Regions from separate parts of the Sus scrofa genome. Here all the other regions are linked to region 1. Evidence: chromatin contacts called from public promoter capture Hi-C data. All regions are on one chromosome and are shown on one strand. The core of a region is the stretch at or near the end of the contact, and the rest is flanking DNA. Distances in the headings are between cores, read along the strand shown.

Region 1 (4,410 bases), core at 1,068-3,567:
ATTTCTCACTTTTAAGTGTCTCTCTACGTAGTAATATTGTACAGACATTGTAACAGCAATGGTGTTTCTTCAGAGATCCACAGGCAACTGGGTTCCTTATTCAGACTGGTAATCTACACTCACCCTCTACTATAACTAGACTATTTTCAGCTTAATTTTATGCCTAACCTTCCCTTATAGAACAGATCCCTGCAGCAGACATTACTCGTGCTCCCCAAGATTTCTACTTTCCTATTCCTTCCAAATATATATATACCTCCTTAAAGTTAGGTAGTGACCATGTCATTTCCTTTGGTGAAAGCATTTAAGGTGTGGTGCCCAGTTTTCCATACTCTCTTCCCTTGCCGTGGTGCTCATGGAGAGGTCACAGGAATGAGGCAGGCTGGAATGATGAGTCACCTGAAAGCTGCCCTGGAGACTTTGCATTGAGCAGGAAATTCATTTTTGTTGTATAAAACCACTGAGATTGTGGTGGTTTTTGTTACAGCAGCATGATCCAGCCTGCCCTAACAGATGCGCCAGCTCAATTCACCCTGATCACCATTTATGCAGCAGCCCACAGCTACGTATGTGGCTGTTATACCAGTAAGCGATGTTTATGTGTGTGTTGGCCCCAGTCAGTGTTGAAGGAAAGTCTCACAGAAATATCTGGAAACAGCCAGAAGGTAGCTAGGACAGTCATGCTGTGTGAGCCATATCCCTGCCAGGTCCCTGGATTAGCACTGAGGGCTTTCCAATGCAAATAATCACTTTGATTTATTACCAAGGAGGTATCAGTTATATGAGAAGAGAGAGGAGTTTAATTTAGAACACACCGAAACTCCTAGGAGAGTGGGAAATTCAGTGGAAGTGCCTAGCAAGTAATTGGTAATCCAGAAATGGGGCTTGGACATGGGTCAAGAATGTGGGTATAGATTCAGAAGTAATCTCCACACACTTGAAAGCTGAGCATAAGATATGAATAAAATTTCCAAGGGAAATGATAGAAAGTGAGAAAAATAAAAAGCCAAGAAATGAGTCTTAGGAAACAATGATGGGGGTGGAGGGGGGGAGGATTGAGGCAGAGACTGGAGAAGCAAGAAAGGGAAATGTGAGAACTTTGATGAAAATACCCATTCATTTTGAGAGCTAAGAATACCATATCTTCATTAATAAATTCATTTCAATTTCAATTTCAGGGTTTTTAATGAGGATAAAAAATGCACTACTCCATACAGTCCATTTATTCACTCAGATATTAAAATGGATTACCCATCCAGCAGGCAACTGGACATTATCTGTAATAAAAAGCAAAATGATTTAATTCAGTGTCCCAAAAATATCTATCAAGATTTAAAGTTTTACAGAAGAAACAGAACTTTTAAACATGGATGATTTCCTCTTCATCGTAGTTGTTCATTTATGCAACAAACTTATTCTACCCTTTTGGCCCTTGCTAGGTGATTTGGGCATACAGTAGTTATTTTGCAGGCTGGCTATCTCATCCCCTGTGCCCATTTCACACACCACTCCCCCTGCCAATATGCTGGACTTCGTGCCAGCTTCACTTCTGCAAAGATGACCCCAAGAGCTAATCAGCTAACACTTGTCAAACCCTAGGTGTGTGTGCTAGGCACACATTAAATGGGTTTTCTCATTTAATCTTCAAGATATTGGTATCATCCTATTTTACAGAAATGGTGGTTCAAATATCAAGACACTTCCCAAGGTCACAAAGCTATTAAGTGGTGCAGTGAGGACTCAGAATAGGCTGGCCACTGCTAAAGGGTGCTTGGAGCCTTGCTACTCAAAGTGTGGACCTCAAACCAGCAGCACTGATGTTACGTAAGAGTTTGCCAAACTACAGAATCTCAGATCCAACCTAAGGCCCACTCAATCAGAATTTGGCTTTAACAAGGTCTCCAAGTGATAGCTCTGCGCATTAAAGTTTGGAAAGCACAGTGCTAAGTCATTCCACTATGCAGACTTTGCTTTAATGAATGCTAGGGACATGGGGACAATCTTTCCCCAGTGTTGCAATTGGGTGTGTGTAGGGGGGGCACAAAGGTATATTTGTTCTCCAGGGCAAAAGGAAGGATTCAGATAACAGGTTCTTGCAGTTTCAAACACTATAGATCAGCAAAGGTCAGGACCACTTCCAAAAGCAGCAGATACTGAGCTGCGTCTTGAAGCTAGAACATTTTCTTAATTCATTTCATTAAAACTAGGCGCTGTTCCAAATGGACAAGTGCCCACATCAATAATCCGGAGTTAGCTTCTCCAGCCTGGATTCCATTTTCCAAATAGAAGCCAAATATCATCGGCACCAACAAGCAGATTTGAAACTTCAATAGAACTTGCTATTATTTATTACCTTGTTTATCATATTGTTCAGCTTAGAATGGCATGGTTTAATTACTAATGTTCATGACAGAACTCGTTTGCTCCTCAGTATCAACTGTTCCCCAGGTCTGAGTACAAACACTTGGTGTCAAAGGCAGTGATGTGCAGGTCCCCAGTTACCGGTACTTAATTCAGGGTATGGGGTTGCCTCCTCAAGCCTCCTTTCTAAGCCGAGCCGGCCTCCTCCCTCTCGGGTGGGGCTCAACAACTCAGCTTCTTTCACTGTCTGGCACTTTAGTCCTTGTCACCAACTCACCCTGGCTTCCCAGGGCCCTAACCAGCGTTCCACCTTCCAACTGACCCTTTGGCGAGTCCCCTCGGACCTGCCCGGGCTCTCGTCGGCTGTTCCCACCTACTCCTTGCACCCCCAGGCAGAGGTTACCCGGGCCCCGCGCTGTCCGGTGGCCCCGCGGAGTAGCAGCGGCGACAGCAGACGGCGAGTCACGTGTGGCAGTGGGGGCGGAGCGCAGCGGGCCGGGTGGGTGGAGAAAACAAAGCCCCCAGCTGTCAGTAGTGGAAGGAGGCGGCAGCGCCGGAGCAGGTGAGTCAAGTGCATTTAAAGCGGTACCGCCCTAGCGCACCCCGACCCCCCAGCCCTGGCGCTGTACCTCCCAGGCCCCGCTCTGGCCGCGCCCCCTCCCGCCGCTGGGGGTGCAGTCCGCCGATGGCGGAGAGCGCGGGACCGGGGGTCTCTGAGCCCCGCAAGAAGTTGTGCAGGGGTTGGCGCCGCGGCCCCCGGGTGTGCACCCGCCGCCCTCCTGCAGGCTGCATCGCCTCTTTGGGGCCTCAGTACTGCGCACCCCAGGAAAAGGGAGGGAATCAGGGCTGCCACGCTGGCAAAGGCAAAGTGGACTGGCTGGGGCCGGGGTGTGTGTGTGTGTGTGGCGGGGGGGGGGGGGGGCGGTCAGGGCTGAGCTGGCCAGGACAGGGACACGGCGCTGGTGAAAGAGGGGGTCTTGAGAGTGGGCGCCCGCAGCGCGCGGACCTGGCGGCGCCAGAGTTGGGGCCCCGGAACTGGGAACTGGGGGCGCTGGCAGGGGCTGCGAGCTTCGGGACGGATCAGGAAGTGCGGCGCATCGGAGCCCGCCGGCTGGGGATCAAACCTTGGACCTCTGCCGCGCGCCCCGGGCTTCTCCTCCAGCCTCACCTCTACCCACTTGGACTCCGGCTCCGGCTTGTGCTCCCGGCGCCCGGGACGCTGAAGCCGGCTGGGGTGGAAAGAAAGCAGATTATTCTGAGCTGAAGTGGTTCTTCTTCAGGGAGCACCCTGAGTGCAGGGAGAGGGCTACTTAGCGACTCCCCACTCTTGTTTCCGTAAGAAAATCTTCAACCCACCCTTAGAAGGGCTGGACAGTGACCAGATATTTCATAAAGGGCATGCAGGAGGGGTGGGCACAGAAAAGACCCTCCCCTCCGAACCAGGAGCTCTCGGTAATGCAGACTTATCAGACCTCGAAAGGGCCAGTAGAGTTGGTCATCCCTTGAATCACTTTGCCAGTTCCGTACCGAGGGCCGCCCAGTCAGGGGGCAGAGCTGTAACCTCGGTGGCAGGGGCGCTGCAGCCATTTGATCGGGAGGAGCCTTTGTCTTAACCCCCAGCCCCCTTCTGTTAAGTCCTCGGCCGGGTCAGTAGCGCGTGGAGTAATTAATATTCTGAACATTAGCCGTCCCTTCACGCCAGCACCAGCCAACACTGCTGTCCCCTCCTGCGGGCTTTCTTCAGCACTTGCGCACGTCCTCTCCTAGGCCAAAAACATGGAACGTGGTCCAGAGCCTCCAGGCAAGAGGAGGTCACTAGACGCACTATAGCGCAGTCGCGTAAAATCAAGGGTTAAGTGTTCAAACCTGCACCCGCCCGCCCGCGAGGAGACGGAAGAACTTTCTTGATTAGCATAGTATCTGCCCTGGGGCCGCATTGCCAGGCGGCAGCTTGGTCCCAGCGAGGTGAAGCGTGCAATTCTGTCTCGATTGAGCTTTGACACAGCAGCTTTGACACAGCAGCACCTGCTTCAGTCTGAAGGTCCTGAG
Region 2 (4,410 bases), core at 1,225-3,724, 350 kb after region 1:
AACACAAGCGGGCTTACCGGCTGTCCAGGGTCATCTAGCTCACTCTCTAAATCCTCTAGAACGGTCACTGCCTCCTCTCCATTCTCTGGATGATGCTCTCGAACCCAAGTCTGTAGCTCCTTGGGCAGGATGGCAACAAACTGCTCCAGTACTACCAGCTCCAAGATTTGTTCTTTTGTGTGTGTCTCTGGCCTGAGCCATAGACGGCAAAGTTCTCGAAGCTGGCTCACAGCTTCACGGGGCCCAGGTGAATCCTGGTATCCAAACTGCCTGAAGCGCTGTCGGAAAACCTCCGGGTCAGGGAGGTGGTTCCAAGGGATACTTGACCCCTCTTCGCCATCAGGATCCTCCTCCAACTTCACCCTCAGAATTTTTTCCTCTTCATCTGGAGTTGGGATGATAAGTATTGAATCTTCTTCCACTGACTGTGCAGACATCCTGATTTATAATACTCCAAGAAAAGACAATCAAGGTAGGAGACAGGCCTCAGGGAAATACCCTGTTTTCTTCACAGGCACTCCTGAGGCACAAGAAATGAAAACAATATAAATGACCAAATATCCTAAGAATCTGAACATACCCTGATAGAAGAAAAGAAAATGTATTTTTACTAAATTAAACATGCCAATCAATAGCCTACAACAGAAGTTCCAGTTCACTGCTAAATCTGGCCCACTGCCTATTTTTCAATAATGCTTGCACTGAGAATAGTTTTCACATTTTTATATGGTTGAAAAAAATCAAAAGAACACTTCATGTCAGGTGAATATTGATAGAAATGAAAGTGTCTGTCTCCATAAATAATTTTACTTATTTGTTCACTATTGATGCTACAACAGCGTGACTACTGTACTCTACTCAATAGAGTTGAGTAGTTGCAATAAATGCTACATGTCATGAAAAACTTAATATTTACCATCTGGCCCTTTTGAGAGAAGTATGCCAATCTATGTCTACAAAACTTGCCTATCTCGGTGTTATCTAAATGGAACACATTATTTGCAATTCAATACCGGTGTAACCTGACACACCTGAGTCACCTCAAAAGGAGGGGTATCTTTTTTAGCACCTGCTTAAAAAATTTTGACAATTTTTTTTTTTCAGGGCTAAGAAATAGTTTTAAAATGTTTAAGAACTCCCTGGACTAAAATATACATGAAAAAAATATTCACCTGCTCAATAACAGATACATGATGTTGAAAAAAACCACTAGGTGCCATAAAATTCAAATATTATTCAGTCACCCGAGACACCATAAGTACCTTTCAATTTGTAATGTGGGCATTAATCATAGCAAATTCTATGAAGAAAAGGGACTCTCATAACACCTTGACTTCCCACAGTGGCGCAGACTCTAATCCTTACACTGGATGACTCACAATCTCCCCAGCTTCTACCTTCAGGGAAACCTTGGGCTATTTCTGATCCTTTCCTTAGTATTTGCACAGTCATGCCTATGCCATTGTTTAAAACACCTACTGGGAACAAGCCATGCAGTTACTCAATATTATCTATTCAGGGCCCGGAATCTGAAAGTCAGTAACTGCCCAAAACTTCCTGTAAACCTATCAAGTCTAGGTATCAGAAAAAAATCTTACCAAGTAATATACATACAGGTTTGTTTAAGCACTCTGGAGTGTGGCGGCCTTATAAACAAGGTTTAGCCAACAGTATTCGTTTGTTCCTATTCCAAAACCCTACCTTACCATTGGCTCAAACACTCTAGAAAAATAAAATTTCTCTCCCCTTTACGTTTTCATACAGCACCCTGCCGATGGGACGTGAGGAGGTGCGGGGAATGCGAACCCGCAGTCCCAACCAGGTTTGCGCAGGGAGTCCTGTCCCACGCGACCTTCCCACTCACTCAGCGGAGTGCCGTGGCGAACCCGGCCCCCACCAGACCACTCCAGCCCCTCTTCTCTCCACACTCCCGGCTGCGGCTTTCGGAAGACCAGAGGCCACCTAGCCTCAACAGCGCCGGAGTCACGGCACTTCCGCTCGAGGCCGGCCAAACTACAAGTCCCGGCAGCCACGGCGGAGGACCGCCCACCCCCCTCCACCCGAAAAGAATCCCAGAACCCTCCGCGAGATGCCAGGGCCTCGAAATAGAACAAAACCGGCCGATGGGGGAGGGGGGAAGGCGGGGGTCGCGGAAGGCACAAGGAAGGGAGGACTCTCCAAGGGTGCCGAAAGCCCTATCTGGCTTTCTGTCTATCCCTCCCTGTCTCCCAGCTGCTGGGCGCTGAGACCGTGGCCTGTCCCCCGCGCCTCCCGGGAAGCCAAGGAAGGTCACCGCCAAGCTTTTTCGCTAACTCTTGCCAAGCGGACCACAGCCTCTAGCCCAGCCTCCCTCGCACGCTCTTCCCCCCTCTCTCGCGCAAACCTCAAGCTCGGGAACTGCAACCGCTTCGCTGTCCACGGCCGACGCAGAAACGCCGCCGCTCACAAGCCGTTTCCCAGAAGCCCCCGGCGCAGACTGCTTCCGGTCTGTGGGCCCCAGGAGGCGGGGGGTAGGCGAAGCCCCGCGTTGCCATAGAGATGCGCTCCGGGCTGGGGGAAGGGCTGTCCAACTACAATGACCGCTTTGAGGCTGCGCTTGGCCTCACGCCTCTCTCCCCTGGTTAGCCCAGTCTTCTGTGTTCCCCTTAAAAGACCAGGAAAGGAAAGAAAAAATTCTGCCACTAATGTAGTCTTTACGGTGTCATAAGTCTTTTCACATGCATTATCTCATGTGATCTTCACAGTAATCCTCTGAAAGAAGTAACAAAAGCTAATATTTATGTGTGCTAACCACGTTGTACCAGGTTCTGTCACCGTGGTTTACATGTCTTGTAATTTAATTTTCGTGAAAACCCTATGATGTAAGAACTTTTATTATCCCCATTTCACAGCTGAGGTAATTGAGGCTCAAGTAAATAGCTTGCGGAGAATACATAACTAGTAAGTACGAAGCAAGATTTGAAGCCAAGGCATGACTCTAACCTTTGGCTACCATTTGCTGTGCTATAGAGCTTTATTATGACTAATTAATTTGTCAGGGAAACAAGATGAGACTCTTAATCAAGAGCTTTGGCAATGATCGCAGAGTGAATTTGCAGAATGCATGGTTATCTTCTGACTTTAGGCTTGACATTTCATACTACAAAACAGCTGCCAAAGTGATTTAAAAACATAAATCAGACCACTTAATGCCCCTACTTAAAGGCCTTCAGTGGATCCCTACTGCATTAATTATGACATTAAAAACTGCTTACATTGGCCTGTAAGGCCCCCTGTGGTTTTTCCCTGCCCCCACCTTACCCCCACACCCCAGCTCTTAGCCTTGTTGTGGCTGGCAATCGTCAGCCTTCCTGACCATTTCTTCCTCCTGGAAGCCTTCTCACGCTCATAGCACTGGGTAGAAGTGATCTTATGTATTCATTTCACTGGTTTTTGTTTTATTTCGTTTTGTTTGTAAGTCCCATAAGGGCAGGGACCTTGCCTGTCTTGTTCACCACAGTATTCCCATGTAGTCCCGGGATGCTGACTGCCTGGTACATAGAGAACTCAATAAATATTTGTTGAATAAATGAATGAAATGTGGGCTGGTCACATTGCTGCCTTTGCTAGGTCACATGTTCAGCATCAGGAACCACACAAAAGAGCCCTGTTGTTTAAGGTCTATGTTAGAAGTACAGGTCCAGCCTTCCAGCAGCCTTCCAAGATCTTCAGGCTTCAGCTTTCTGCCTCTTTCAGAGTGCCCTTTGCAAAGTGCCCTTAGGCTCTGCTGAATTCATGAATGAGAGCGCAAGTGAGTCAGCTGATGATCCCATAGCACTACTTTACTCTCTGACCAGGATTTTGCCTCCCCAGAACACCTGCTACTTCTGATGGCCCTTCTTCTCTTTCTTTTTTAGGAGGTTTCTGAAATCCAGACTTTTTTTTTTTTTCTCTTTTCTACTTGGCTACTACCACCAACCTGCTTGGCTGCTCTTCCCAACCTTTCCGTCTTTTGTGACTCTAAAAGCTAGCTCAAGGCATTTTTGTTTTGCTTTGCTTTAAGAGGTTTTTTAACATCTAATTAATGTTGGAAAACAAAAAATATACACATCAAACAGACATATCTGGGGAGGTTAAAAATGCAAGATTTTACGAAACTCTTTGCCTGGTGTTCATTCTGTCACTTTTAATTTTTTTCTGAGAGAGTAAATGGAAACCACCATGAAGTTTTCCTCTCTAATTTGCTCGTTTGAGGGCCGGGACTGCCAACACCCACTTTGAAACACCATCCTTCTGAGCCCTACTAGGTGAGCTCTTTCCTGAATGGTGACCTCTGTTGCTATCTTAAAGATATAGTCAAGATAGAGCATCATGTTCCTCTGGGCAACCTGAATGTAGGGAAAACCTCCGTGCCAGTGCCTGCTGACCTTG
Region 3 (4,410 bases), core at 899-3,398, 260 kb after region 1:
ACTGGCAGACTGGAAGAAAAGTCAACATACTTAAAGGTGGAGGAGCAAAAAGAGGAAAGGGACCTGGGTTCTTGTCAAGCCATTAAATTAACCAATCCTGGGATGACCTTACTTCCATGCATGTAGCTGTTAGGTAGTAAAAAGGCTTAAACATTAAGGACATTTAGTAAGGTTTTCTATTACTGCAATTGAGAGCATTTCTTCTCTCTCAACAGTTCCATTCCTGAACAGTAAGCTTCTCAATATAACAAGGTGTGGTAGACTGAATGCAATAATAACGGCCTCAGTTGCCTACGTTGAAGCTGCTCTTCCAATTAAAAAGTGGAGTCTATTTCAATACCCTTCCCTCCATGAGTCTAGTCCTGCCAACAGAATACAGAAGTAATATAATGCCAGTTCCGGTCCCAGGTCCTAAGAGAACAAGCCTCTTCCCCTCCTCCTTCACTGTGTTGGAAACCAGGACCCAAGGAGTTCTCATTGTGGTTCAGCAGGTTAAGAGCTGACTGGTGTCCATGAGGATGTGTGTTCCATCCCTGGCCTTACTCAGTGGGTTAAAGGATCTGGCATTGCGGTGAGCTGCAGTGTAGATTGCAGGTGTGGCTTGGCTCTGGCATTGCTGTGGCTGTGGTGTAGGCTGGCAGCTGCAGCTCCAATTTGATCCCTAGCCTGGGAAATTCCATCAGCCACAGGTGTGGCCATGAAAGAAAGAGAGGAAGGAAGGAAGGAACCAGGACCCTGTAAGAAAGCCTAGGCTAACTCCTGAATGATTAGAGATTACATGGCGAGAAGCTTTATGGAGGACGATCGAGTTACTCCAGCCAAAAGGCAGCACCAAGTCCACAACAATGTGAGACACCATCTTGCACCTTCCAGTTCTGATCAAGTTAAGCAGTCGGCACCTCAGAAAGCATGGCTAGCCATCTCTGCTAAGCCCTGCCTGAATCCCAGAGCACAGACCTGTGAGCAATAAAACACACCTGCTGTTTTTAGTCATTAAGTACTGCAGTGGTTTGTTAGGCAGCAACAGCTGAAACACAAGGTAGTATTATTTGTTCTCTTGTTTGGTAAAATTGCTATAGTCTGTTCACAACAGTTAAGAATTAGTGAGCTACTCTGAATGCTAATGAATAATAATAATAATGTGTTTTGTCTTAGCTCACAAAGGAGAATTTCTGTGTCACCTTCTACTAACATTTACAATACAAAAACGGGAAAATATTTGTAACAAATGAAGAGTCCATATCCTTAGCAAGTAAAAAATTCTTGCAAATACAAAAGAAAAATAGTAACAACTCAATTTTAAACATGGGAAACGCCATTTCCTTGAAGAACCATAAATGGTCCATAAACATGAGGGAAATATAACCTCAAGCTCCCTAACTTAAAGGAAATGCAAGTTAAACCAACAAGAGGCATCATTTTTAAAGCTACTGAATGGCCAAATAAAAATTTAAACACTAAGACAAAGTGCGCTAGCCTCAGTGAAAAATGGGAAAACCCTGGTTAGAGGCACAAAGTCTGAAATCCCAGGGTGTCCCTGAACTACAATTTTGGCATCTCTGGGCACGAGCTGCTTGACTTTGGGCAGTGTCTACGTCTGTAAAATGGGTATGTTATAGCTACAGCACGAGCGTTGTAAGGTTCAAATAGGCCCACGGAAGAGCAATATAAGCGGTTTCTACTTTTTGTTCAGTCCCTTCATCCACGCATCTACTTCTGTCGTTAAGTACTGCAAACTCACAGGAATTACAGGAAAATCCGAAATCTTTTCTGAAAAATTGGAGGTGAAATGACTCAGAAGTGAGAAGACACCAAGTACGGCGGGCGGGTGGCGGTGAAAGAAAGCTAGGGTAAGAGGCGGCCGAACAGAGGTGCCCTCTGGGTGTGACGGCCTCCTAAAGAAACCCCAGCTGCTAGCTCACTCTTGCCTCGGCGTCGACGCTCGGCGGGACCACGGCCACCTGGGGAAGGCGGTGGGAAGGGCGGAGTCAACGCGCTGATTGGCTGCCTCTGAGCATGGGGCGGGGACGGACGGACCTCAGGAGGGCGGGCGAGCGGAAGGCTGCCGGGGCGCACTTCCGGTCTTTGTCGCTCGCCTCTGCAGGTCCGGGGCTTGCTCCCTGGCCGCTCCTCTGCTTCGCGGTGAGGGACGCGGGACCCGAGACGGAGGGGGTGGGGGGAAGGCACGCGGCCGGGCCGGCGGGCGCCGGGTGGAGAAGCCCCGCTCTTCGGCCTGCTCATCCCCGGGTCTCGGCACCTTTTCCGGGCAGCGTCTCTTGAGCCTCCTGGGAGCTCATAGGAGGCCAACACTCAAGACCCTGCTTTCCTGCGGAAAGGGCAGTTTTTCCCTCTTCACTTCGCCAGTTGCTGTGACTTTACCGGGATGTAGAAATAGAAGGGCTAGCGCGGCAGGGCTGGTTAATAAACCACAGATTTATCAGCTAAATAATCAGATCTCTAAAGCTAACTGTAGTGTTAGGGTTAAATTGTGCGGATCTGTCCTGTTCATTCAAGGGCATACCCTTCAGTCAATATTCTCCCATCCAAAAATCAGATCATGTTCGATCTATATTACAAAATTTAAAACACAATTACTTTTGCCATATTTCACTTTTTAAAATTTTTACCACCGTATATCCTAAGCTTTTTGAGAGTTGTGATTAACCTTTTTGCTTTTGTGTCTCTGTAATATCTGACATGTTTTTGAGAACATGGTAAGCATTTAACAAAAACTTCTTGGTTAATTTCTTGGTAGACCCAAGCAAATACCTTCACAAACAAAAACCTTTGTGTTCTAATACCCAGCTCAGGACAGAGCCTCAGTGCCTCATTGTTTGTTGGAAAAATGCATTAAATACTAAATTTGATCAAATGGCAAATGCCTAACAACGTTTTTATTTAAATCTACTCATGTGTAATACAGATTTTTAAAAAAATTTTTATTACAGCTTTAAATGAAAAGCAGTATTATTTGCTTAGGTAGAAGGTAACTAAAAATCAATTTTAACAAAATTGATACCGTTACCCATGGAAGTGTGAGGCCTATACTTTATTTAAAAAGGAGTTCAGGAGTTCCCATCGTGGCGTAGCATAAACGAATCCGACTAGGAACCATGAGGTTTTGGGTTCAGTGGGTTAAGGATCTGGTGTTGCCATAAACTGTGGTGTAGGTCGCAGACTCGGGTCGGATCTGGTGTTGCTGTGGCTCTGGTGTAGGGGACCCCTTGCCTGGGAACCTCCATATGCCGTATGTTCAGCCCTAAAAAGACAAAAAAAATTATAAAAATGAAAAGGAATTTGGCAAGTTTGACAGATTATTCTCCTTTATGCATTCAGAACTGAAAAGGAATTGAAAAGGAAATTTCCCAACATGTGATTCATGTTAATATTGCATTCTTGGAGTTCCCACTGTGGCACAATGGGATCAGCAGCCTCTCTGGAGTGCTGGGATGCGGGTTTGATCCCTGGCCCACACAGTGGGTTAAGGATTTAGTGTTGCTACAGCTGCAGCATTGGTCTCAACTTTGGCTTGGATCTGATCCCTGGCCTGGGAACACCATATGCCCTTGGGGGTGGGAGTATGTGTGTGTGTATATATATATTCTTTTGCCTCTAAAATATAACTTCTCATAGTATAAATATGGTAGGAATTCTGCAAAATTGGACCGATGAGGTGAGTGATTTTTCACATTTGTCACTTGATTATTACTTATTTAAAGTCTCATTCCTGATGCCTTTCAATATATTACTCCCTTGACTGATCTTTATTATTGTAAGTTCTTAGATTTTTTTTTTCATTACTGTAACAGTGCTTTTATATCCTTCAGGAAAGAAGAGATTATTCCAAGAGACTCTGAAGTACAGTACCCAGTTGGTAGTGAGCTTTCTGCTAAACTGTTTCAGCCCAGAATGGCTGTGGAATCCAGAGCAGTTTCAACCCCAGTACCTCAGAATCCTCAGGAACAAGAGCTCATACTAGTAAAAGTAGAAGAAAGCCTTTCGTGGGGCCAGAAATTTAAGCAGAATGGGAGTACCCGATCCTGCCAAGAACTGTTTCGCCAGCAATTCAGAAAGTTTTGCTACCAGGAGACGCCTGGGCCCCGGGAGGCCCTGGGCCGACTCCAGGAGCTTTGCTATCAGTGGCTGAGACCAGAGGTGCACACGAAGGAGCAGATCCTGGAGCTGCTGGTGCTGGAGCAGTTCCTGAGCATCCTGCCTGAGGAGCTGCAGATCTGGGTTCAGCAACATAGTCCAAAAAGTGGCGAGGAAGCTGTCACTCTGTTGGAGGATTTGGAGAGGGAATTTGATGATCCAGGGCAGCAGGTGGGAACGGGGAGATGTGATGTATTCTGGGAAAAGGAGTTTACAGACTGGAGCATGTGGCATCAGCAGCAGAATGGGATAAGAATT

Evidence for each region. Promoter capture Hi-C pulls out the DNA fragments that hold promoters and counts their contacts.
Region 2: a promoter capture Hi-C map of liver shows a contact between it and region 1, with 4 times the contacts expected there. The contact joins the promoter of ZNF24 here to the promoter of MAPRE2 in region 1. A contact is called at or near these places in 2 of 5 promoter capture datasets (fetal liver and liver) and 1 of 2 datasets of contacts at active chromatin or transcription factors (skeletal muscle).
Region 3: a promoter capture Hi-C map of fetal liver shows a contact between it and region 1, with 3 times the contacts expected there. The contact joins the promoter of ZNF397 here to the promoter of MAPRE2 in region 1. A contact is called at or near these places in 1 of 5 promoter capture datasets (fetal liver) and 1 of 2 datasets of contacts at active chromatin or transcription factors (skeletal muscle).

Annotation. Positions count from the first base shown.
Region 1 is chr6:118,814,650-118,819,059 of Sscrofa11.1, forward strand. It overlaps MAPRE2 (microtubule-associated protein RP/EB family member 2), which reads left to right and starts at 2,318. Exons shown (of 8, transcript XM_021096265.1): 1 at 2,318-2,923.
Region 2 is chr6:119,164,730-119,169,139 of Sscrofa11.1, forward strand. It overlaps ZNF24 (zinc finger protein 24), which reads right to left and starts at 2,475. Exons shown (of 4, transcript NM_001243375.1): 1 at 2,384-2,475; 2 at 18-520. The coding sequence starts at 437.
Region 3 is chr6:119,074,647-119,079,056 of Sscrofa11.1, forward strand. ZNF397 (zinc finger protein 397) reads left to right here and starts at 2,149. Exons shown (of 6, transcript XM_013999293.2): 1 at 2,149-3,673; 2 at 3,828-4,323. The coding sequence starts at 3,669. LOC102163786 (a long non-coding RNA gene) reads right to left here and starts at 1,951. Exons shown (of 3, transcript XR_304095.3): 1 at 1,742-1,951.